2 separate regions of the Hordeum vulgare genome follow, and region 2 is linked to region 1. Evidence: chromatin contacts called from public Hi-C data. All regions are on one chromosome and are shown on one strand. Each heading gives the region's core, a stretch centred on a gene start, on an enhancer-like site or on the middle of the called end of the contact. The rest is flanking DNA. Distances are from core to core; before and after follow the strand shown. Region 1 has its middle 12 kb from the start of LOC123447527. Region 2 holds the start of LOC123447531 (actin-1).

The links. Hi-C and Micro-C count contacts between places; a contact is called where the count stands out from the background.
Region 2: a contact with region 1 is called in a Hi-C map of seedling, with 2.1 times the contacts expected there. The contact joins the promoter of LOC123447531 here to the enhancer-like site in region 1. A contact is called at or near these places in 1 of 6 Hi-C or Micro-C datasets (seedling) and 1 of 1 datasets of contacts at active chromatin or transcription factors (embryo).

The regions. Positions count from the first base shown.
Region 1 is chr4H:19,823,390-19,828,339 of MorexV3_pseudomolecules_assembly, forward strand. No RefSeq gene overlaps it. Among protein-coding and RNA genes, the nearest start is that of LOC123447527, 12 kb to the left of the region's middle. Within about 2 kb of position 2,157, at least 3 of the 3 cell types and tissues checked have open chromatin away from gene starts, as enhancers often do. A contact at or near this core is called in seedling, where this site is marked.
Region 2 is chr4H:20,109,647-20,114,596 of MorexV3_pseudomolecules_assembly, forward strand. LOC123447531 (actin-1) reads left to right here and starts at 1,941. Exons shown (of 5, transcript XM_045124140.1): 1 at 1,941-2,034; 2 at 2,606-2,672; 3 at 2,774-3,167; 4 at 3,419-4,032; 5 at 4,123-4,524. The coding sequence starts at 2,613. The coding sequence ends at 4,188.

The sequences.
Region 1 (4,950 bases), core at 907-3,406:
CACGCAGCGCAGGTTCAGATGAAAAATCCATCGAGGAACGACGCGGTCACTCACTAGCAGCGGCGGGAAGACGTGCACGGCGCACGCGTGCATGACGGCCATGAAAAATGCAACGGCTGCTGATCGGTTGCGTGCGTGTGTCGAGACGTCGGCCTCTCGAACTGCTCCTTCCAGGCATCGGGATCCCCATCGACATGGCTGCTGTCGCTCGAGCCTGCTGTCAGGAATATCCAGGCCCACGTCTCCCCCTCCCTCTCCTGCTCTCCCTGCTCTCAGAGCCTCAGGGAGACACGAGGCGCTCCATCAAGCATGTCATTCACCAGCATACGCCATCACGATTTTACAGTCCATATCATCGTCTCACCATGGCCAACGTAACAAGGCCGATCAGTGTGAGACGAATCACCCAAAGATAAGGTTCGACAGAAAGACAACTACGCAGAAGGAGACTACCTCCACCGTTCAAAACGGTCGGCGTTCGGACACGACGACGAGACCACACCCAGCCATTGAAAATGGAGGGCGGCAGCAACGCAGCCACCCGAAGAACGTCCTCCACCGTCATCAGCGTGTGCCTACCGGAAACTGCAGCCAGGACACACCAGGACAAATAGGCCTGGCCGAGCCCCGACCAAGTCCCGGAGCTCGTAAAGCCCCCGCCGCCATGTTGCGCATGTAGGCCGCCGCCGCCGCTACCCTCATGCAGCCCAAAATCTCAGCCGTACATGGATAAGCCCGTAAAGCACCGTCGTCATGTTGCAACAGTGCAACATCAGCGCTGTCATCCCATCGTGAGCCGCGTCGCAAGCCAACCAGAAGCAACGAGACAGGCCCAATCTAATCCAAATCGGGCCCTAAGGGGGTGGGGAGGGTAGATCTGGGCTTGCACGGACCCAGCCAGTAGCACCTAGGCCTCGCTCAAGCCTAGTTGAGCCAGCTCACTAGAGCATCAAGAGTTAGCGGCTTGGCTCGGCTCATTCACATAACGAGCTCTAAGGGTGTGTTTGGTTCTCTCGGTGCATCCATGATGCATTGCATGAAGGAGCTTGGGTGGAGCTGGCCTGGTTGAGGTGATGCAAAAAGGATTTGAGATGTGTGTTTGGTGCACTGCGTGATATGGGTCAGGCCTAGCTCAGATTTTGTTTGGTATGTTGCATTTGAAGTTCTATGAGAGATGCAGCATTAGCATCCCCATCAGCAGCAGTAGCAGCAGTCGTCTCAGGTTTATTCCAATAAAAACAAATTCAGAACCACAAGCTTCAAGGTTTACAATTCAGAACCAACGGCCGAACCAAGTAGGAGATCGAGCAACCATGCAGGAGATTTGCAGCTGGTCCCTTGCTTCCTCACACAAGTGGATCGAGCGGACAACAACTCTCACAACCAGATCTAGTGGGTGGCTGCGAGTGAGGGTGTGCTGTGTACGTGCCGCCGTATTCCCGTGCTTGCTCTGACGGTCAGATCGGCGGGGAGGCGGGGGGCGAGGACGACGACGAGATCCATGCTGGAAGACGGGAAGGAGGGCTTGGGACGGAAATGAGGGGGAATAGAGAAGGAGAGATGCCTTGCCACCGGTGACGAGATGCGGCGGCAAAGACGAAACAGGGGCGATGAAGATGCGGCCGGGATCCACTTGCGTTGCACCAGAGGAGAGAGCAAGGGAAATACGAGACGACGGACCGGGGAGGAAACCTAGCTAGAGAGTTTGCACGGGCGGGTGCAGGCTCGTGAAAACGACGGATCCCTGCGTGCGAGCTCAGCCTGGCTGGGGGGTCTATTTTGCATCAACCGGGCCTGGCCGAGAGAGACGTCCAACCTACCAAACGTCGCGAATATTGCATGGTGGGTGCGATGCAGGTGCGAGCCAAGGAACCAAACATGCCCTAAGTTCAAAATGGGCCCAACTCATGTGACTCACGAGTTAGCTCGTTGTTTCTAAAAGAGAAACGTTAAACTCGTCATAGGCAACAAAGCATATGGGAGTATGTTTTTTCGCAGCGGCGGGAAGACGTGCACGTCGCACGCGCGCAGGACGGCCACGGAAAAAGGGCAACGGCTGCTGATCGGCTGCGTGCGTGTGTCGAGACGTCGGCCTCTCGAACTGCTCCTTCCTGGCACCGGGTAGGAAGGATCCCCCTCGGCTCGGCTGCTGTCTCTCGAGCCTGCTGTCAGGAATATCCAGGCCCACGTCCCCCCCTCCCCCTCCCCCTCCTGCTCTCTCTCTCTCTCTCTCTCTGGTCTCAGATCCTCGGAGAGACACGAGGCGCGCGCAGCATCAGGGAACGGGGGATCTTTTCTCTGCGGCGGCGAGGAGCTCGCCGATCGCGCTTGTCAGTTTCCGACGGGGAAGCGTGGAGAGTTCTCCAGGCGGGCGTGGATCGACCACTCGCCTGCGCCACAAGCAGAAGCAGAGACGTGCGGCGGTGGCCGGCCGTGGAGCTGCCAAGTCTCCGGGACGGCTGCGTCCTTGTCCGTGTAGACCCCGGAGAGGCGGACGGCGGCCCACGACCCCCCGTGGAACTGTGCCGTGGGTTTCTTTCTTGCTTTCTTTCCCGGACGTGTGTGTATGGCTGTTGTGGACTGGTGCTTCTGTGAAGGGAGTGGGTGCAGTGTTTGGTTGTTTAACAGGTTACGTCAGTGTGGCACGAGATCCTGGTTTTTGTGGTGTTTGAAAAGGATGGTTGAGGGGACGGGAGCCAGGATTTCGACATAGGGGAAAAGCGGAATTGATATCACCCATAAAAGTTGGAGTTTCTTGAACGTCATTTATCAAATCTACCATGAATGAGTCCTACATATGCATCAGAATGAAACTACCATCACTTGTACACAGACCAGAACAACATTGGCCGCCCAAATAACATTATCACCGACAGGTTTCTGGCCGGTCAGTGCCTTGGGGTCAATGATGACTTCTGACCGCCTACCAGTTAGTGGTAGCGATTCAGTTCACCATCGTATGCATGCACTTTATTTACGTATGTTATCAGCAATACAAACGAAATTGATAGAAAGATAAGAACACAATACGCATGCATAATCATCCATTTGCACATTGCTTTTCATAACAAAATTCACATGGTTCATAGTCAACAATTTGAGAATGCTAGCTAGCCAAAACTACACATGCACTTCACAATTGAGACTCTTAACAAACTAGATTGTGAACCAACAATTCGAGAGTACTAGCCAAAGGTACACACTTCACAGTTGAGCCTCTTAGCAAACTAGGGAAAATACTTATATTTTCTAACTGATCTCTCTCCTACTTCATAAACCCCTTAGTCATCTTCATTTGTGCAGTGCCACAAAAATGTAAGTCTGCACAAACAAAATTCGTAAGACAATTAACATAAACATTTATTGGTTTATTTAATACAAATGTAGTTAACATAAACATTTATTGGCCATGCGCGGGAGTAGCTGGTGCCTACTAGGCGTAAGATTTCATCATCTCTTCTTTCATTTTTGTGAAGTGTAACTAAAATATATAGCAGCTGCAATAGAACTATTTTATTTAGATCTAGGTGAGTTTCATTAGATATTGACAAGTAAAATAATATGCATAAATCAAGTATGTCGTCAGACAATATTTCACTATATCTCCAAATTAATGAGGGAGTTAGTTGCATTTATACTGTTTTTGTGAAATATTCATCACTATATTGTGACATATAATATGAACATGGGTAATGTATACTCCAGGGCACAATAACCCGGCAAGAGCATTTTCTAACATATATATGGTAGAGTAATATTTTCGAACATATTCATAGGTACATGAACGACATAGCAATTGTAAGGTTCACAACAACACAATTACATGTATCATAGTAACACTTCCATGACATGCATTGGATAATTGAAATTGCAAGATGGTTAAGGGGGAATGGAGCCCACCGTCAGTGGCCGGCGTGGCGACCGCCGAACAATGCAATACATGTCGGTTCTACCACCCCACACCGAGGCACGATCGACATAGACAGAAGCAAAGCAGAGCCTTGAGCAGTGCAACGAATATACAGGAATGCGGCAACGAACAACCATAGAGCGCCACCGCTGCATCAGGACGACTTGCAAGCGGTAGCGTTGGGACCGTGTGGTTGCGAAGGAAGGCCATGGGTCCGTTGGAGAGCCCACCACGGATAAGTGGCCAGAGGGAGAGGACTCAGAGGAGGGACAACAAGGAGACCGATAGGGGGAGGGACTGCCAAAAGACAAGTAAGGAACGTTAGGGCTAATGATGATGATTATAACAAACCGCGTACAGAACAACACTCACACATGGAGAAACAAAACTGTTAAGAGTTAAGTTGACTATACACACGGATCAAATGGAGCAGCCAATCAGTTATTACAACCGGTCATTTGTGCTCATCGATGCAACATATCACAAATCGATCATTTTTATAATGGTCGGAGCTAACCTTCAAACTGAGATCGGGGACACATATCACTGATGAGTTTCGGTTGGTCGGGCAGTGCTAATGCTCATCATTGGCGCATGGCCAGTGGCTGGTTGATACGGCGATTTTGTATCATGATTTCATATTATATATATATATATATATATATATATATATATATATAACGTTTTCAAGCATTATTTCACTCTTTGATATAATCTTTTTTTTCTTTCTTATTTTCTTTCTTATTTTTCAAGGTTTACACAAAGAGAAAAATCACCGAAAACTGGAATTCTGGACCTAATAGGCTATGGAAAAGGTTGGAATTCTTTTGGACTTCAAATTACTTGAAACTTCATGAATAATTTTTGTGGAATATATAATGAATATTGGAGCAAAGAACCATCGGAGGGGCCCCAGCAGTTGCCCACAAGGCAATAGGGCACGCCCACGCCCCTAGGACGCGCGTGATGCCTTGTTGGTCCCACAGGTGGCCTCCGGTGTCCATCTTATGCTATATGAAGGGTTTTGATCTAGAAAAAAT
Region 2 (4,950 bases), core at 691-3,190, 290 kb after region 1:
ACTCCAGACCAGCCCTCCCGGAGAATAATAGGAGGTGGTGGCAGCGGCTTCGTATCATAAAACATGATGAAACTTTCATTCTGATTTTTCTGGACAAGACAACACTTATACAATTGGAGTTAGGATCAATAGAGGCTTGTGGGACCCACGAGCTCACATGGCACGCCTGTGAGCTCGTGGCTCCCTGGTGGGCCCCTCTAGTAGGTCCTTTGCCAATAGTTCTTATATTTTTCTGAAAAACATTCTACGTGAATTTTTAGCCCAATACAAGAACTTTTATTTGTGTACTAAAACAACACCATGGTAGTTCTGCTGAAAACAACGCCAGTCTGGGTTAGTTTCATTCAAATCATGCAAATTAAAGTCCAAAACAGGAGGAAAAGTGTTGGAAAAGTGGATATGCTGGAGATGTATCAGACACAACGCCGACGTGGATCGTGTGAACAAGGTGGGCTGATGGGTTGATGTTTGAGCCAACCCACCCCGTCGATGGTGAAGGTGAGCGAGCCATACGTGAGGCTCTTCCCCGACGGGACATCACCGGAGGCTAGGGAAGATATGATCTGAGACCAGACTCCAACCAACGCTGCCCGTGTTTGGCGCGCCAATTGATGGTGCAGCAAACCACCATATCCCTTGGTAGGGCCCCTTATTTAGCCGGAGGTCATAAATCGGAGGTCGCACAGGGAATTTACCCAGGTTCAGGCCTCCGAAGAGTAATACCCTACATCTTGCTTGCGTTTGCTATTCATGATTGAGCTATACCTCGTGTGAGTGGTTACAATGATGTAGATAAGATGTCTACCGAGATTTGGTCTATCTGAGAATATATGAGAATGAGAGCTCCCTAGCATTCCCTTATATACATGGTGGAGGCTGGGTTTTACAAAGGGGGATGCGATCTAGGAAGGTGTCGCCATCAACTTGGAGGTCAAGATGATCACCGGTGCTTATCCTCCCCTTTGGCCTCCCCTCTGTGTTTGGCCTTGTGAGCCCTTTAGCAGGCCTTATGCCGCGCTCCCGTCGATGATCCACCCCCACGTGTATGGCGCCGTCACCTGTGATGCCTTCTTTGTGATAAGAAGCCTCAAACCCCGCAACAATACTCCTTAACCGTGTGGCGACTCGCTCTCCTTAACTTGAGGTGCTTGGTGGTGGAACCTTGCAACATGCATATGCCGCCCGCGACATCAAAGATCTTGAGCAGACGCCGTTGCGATGAGAAGCGAAAGATCTCTGGATAGCGGTGATCCTCATGTTCTAGCACGATTGATTCCACCGAAACGCCATCTTCAATGGGGCGAGACCTTCCTCACGAGACATCATTGAGGCTCGTCCGTCACAAGGGCAAGCAATGGTGGAAAGCCGACTCCTTCTTACCGGACGTTTCGCGGCCATGGGTGCTCTGCCGCCGTTCTCTGCACGTTCTAGCGAGGAGCGCCCCTTTGTGAGATGGCCGGCTAGCGCCTATCTAGCGCTCTACGCCTAAGCGGTGCTACCGGCTTCTTCACCACCACTTCTATGAAATTGGTACACCAATCCATGGCGCATCCGCACACAAAAAAAAAAAGGAAAGAAAGAACAGCATGACCAATTCACCGCGTAGCACATGTGGGGGAAGGAAATCATGGTGGCGCATTCGGCCAGCAGCGAGCCACCACCCGAAACCAAACAGGTAGTGCCAGCCGCGCGGGCCTGAGTTGTCCGCACGCACAGGCGCACGTCGTCCGTCAGATCGCTCGGCGAGGGAGGCCACTTGTTCGTTCGTTCGTTCCATTCCATTCCATTCCCCCCCGAAAAAACAAAAACGAACGCCAGCCGGGTCGTGGGGCCGCGAGAGCCAGCCGGGGCGACGAGTGCGGCCGTCCCCTGCCCAAAACCCACCCCGTCGCCCGCCTCCCCGCTATACATACCCCCCTCCCCACCACCCCAACCCTACCGCTCACCCTCGCCCCCTCCTCCTCCTCATCCTCCACCACCACCGTCGTCGCACGACCGGACCGCCGGCGCCGCTGCCCCGCCCTCCCCACCCCGGTAACGACCATCTCATGCCCCCCCTCCTCCTCCTCCCCGCCCCGATCGATCATTCTCTCCCCAGATGAGATCCGCCCCGCATTGCGCGCCCCCTTGCGCTCACCATCAGGCCCGATCGATCCGATCTCGCGGCGGGCCCCGGCGCCGGCTCCCCCTCTTCCCGCCGCGGATCCGACCGGATCTCGCGGAATGGGAGCGAGCGAGCGCCCGCCGCGTTTTTTTTTATTTTCGTGCCGCCGCGGGAATGTAGATCTGCCGCCCGCGATCTGGGCCGTTTCGGGTGCCGGAGCGCTCCGATCCGCGCCGCGGTGCCAGAGAACCATGCTCTCTCTGTTCCCTTATTAACTGTTCTTGTCGCTAAGCCTCGCGGTTAACATGCCAGCCATTGCGGTTAGGGGTTCCTCGTGAACTGATTGATAGTACTACTCATCATGTTTCTTCGAAGGAGAAAAATAATAATCTCTGCATTTATTTAGCCAGCGTCCTTCACTGCTAGGATGCGTAGATTCTCCTTTGATCGACCGATCGATGTGTAATAATAACCGTGGCTTCCTGCGAGCTTCTGCTGTAGGTAGAAAATGGCTGACGCCGAGGACATCCAGCCCCTCGTCTGCGACAATGGTACCGGTATGGTCAAGGTGAGCCGCTGCATCCCACGAGCGTTCTTGCATCTTTGGTTCAGGGAAATGCCGCAGTGCTCTTTGTGACATAACACTTGTGGTGGTGATGATGCTTGCAGGCTGGGTTCGCTGGAGATGATGCTCCCAGGGCTGTCTTCCCCAGTATCGTGGGCCGCCCACGCCACACCGGTGTCATGGTCGGGATGGGGCAGAAGGACGCCTACGTCGGTGACGAGGCGCAGTCCAAGAGGGGTATCTTGACTCTCAAGTACCCCATTGAGCACGGTATCGTCAGCAACTGGGACGATATGGAGAAGATCTGGCATCACACCTTCTACAACGAGCTCCGTGTCGCCCCAGAGGAGCACCCCGTCCTTCTCACTGAGGCGCCGCTCAACCCCAAGGCCAATCGTGAGAAGATGACCCAGATCATGTTCGAGACCTTCAACACTCCTGCTATGTATGTCGCCATCCAGGCCGTCCTCTCGCTGTATGCCAGTGGTCGTACCACAGGTGAGCTCATCTATATTCAGCTCTTCTTTTGAATTAGGAATCCTGGAATTTAGCATGTTCACATGTAGACGAGATTAATCTGTAAAATCTGTCAATTTGTTTTGTGTAGCACTAGTTTTGTTCTATGACATGTGGTAAATATTTTTCAACCAAACCTGATAGGCAGTTAATTGTCATCCTCTCCCACACTGTCAATTCAACACATTTTTTAATTTTATCAATAACTCGATGTACCTCATTGAACTCCTCAGGTATTGTGCTGGACTCGGGAGATGGTGTCAGCCACACTGTCCCCATCTACGAAGGATACGCTCTTCCCCACGCTATCCTCCGTCTTGACCTGGCTGGGCGTGATCTCACCGATTACCTCATGAAGATCCTCACTGAGCGTGGTTACTCATTCACCACCACTGCTGAGCGGGAAATTGTGAGGGATGTGAAGGAGAAGCTGTCCTACATTGCACTGGACTACGACCAGGAAATGGAGACTTCCAAGACCAGCTCTTCTGTGGAGAAGAGCTACGAGCTTCCTGATGGGCAGGTTATCACCATTGGTTCCGAGCGTTTCCGTTGCCCTGAGGTCCTCTTCCAGCCATCCTTCATCGGGATGGAAGCTGCAGGTATCCATGAGACCACCTACAACTCCATCATGAAGTGTGACGTGGATATTAGGAAGGATCTGTACGGCAACATTGTTCTTAGTGGTGGTACCACTATGTTCACTGGAATCGCTGATAGGATGAGCAAGGAGATCACTGCCTTGGCTCCTAGCAGCATGAAGATTAAGGTTGTTGCTCCTCCTGAAAGGAAGTACAGTGTCTGGATCGGAGGATCCATCTTGGCATCTCTCAGCACCTTCCAGCAGGTAAATAAACATTACAGCATCGTGCTTCATTCATTTCATTCATGGATATTTCGTTTCTTTGCTTACAGTGTTGCTTGGTTGTTGTTGCAGATGTGGATTGCAAAGGCTGAGTACGACGAGTCTGGCCCATCCATCGTGCACAGGAAATGCTTCTAATTCTTCGGACCCAAGAATGAAAGCCAGGAGGAGCCTTTATCGCGACCCTCCTGCCGCTTCGCCTCCCTCTTTTGTTGCTGTTTCTTCGTTAGCGTGGACAAAGTTTTCGGCTGGCCTACCGGTTACCGTTTTCTCCTATTCAAAGACTGTAATATCTATTGCTACTTGTGCTTGTCCCTCGTGATTTTGGACACATGAGTTCGGTTTATTCAATCAAATTTAATCAGATGCCTGGTGAGGCTACTAGAGAAATACGGCTGGTGTTTTTGATTTCATTTGTCATGTGTCATCACTACCCTGTTAAATGAATGAATAATATGAATTGTCTTGATCCTACATGGTGTTGTCCCATAAAGGTTTTGCTGTGCAAGCAATGTTGTATCTTGTTGAGTTCATTTCGACCCTACAACCAAATGCTCTGCTATTTTTCTTTTTGAAAGGAATCCTCTGCTAATTACTCCCTCCGTCGTGAAATGTAAGACGTTTTTTGATACTACGATAATGTCAAAAAACGTCTTGCATTTTAGGACAGAGTGAGTAGCTTTCAATAGCAATCTGTTTGAAATGGTGAGTGTTGTGATCTGTAGTGTGCCTTTGCACAGTGGGTTCTACCACCCCACTAGATCTGATCTGATGCCATCTTTTCTTGATCGATGTGCTGGAATATTCATGGGTCATGGCAAAGAATTCTCTTGCTGCCTGGCTTTAGCAGCGCATGGCTACATGATTCCGCTTTGCTGCCTGGCCTGTCGTAGTGCCGTA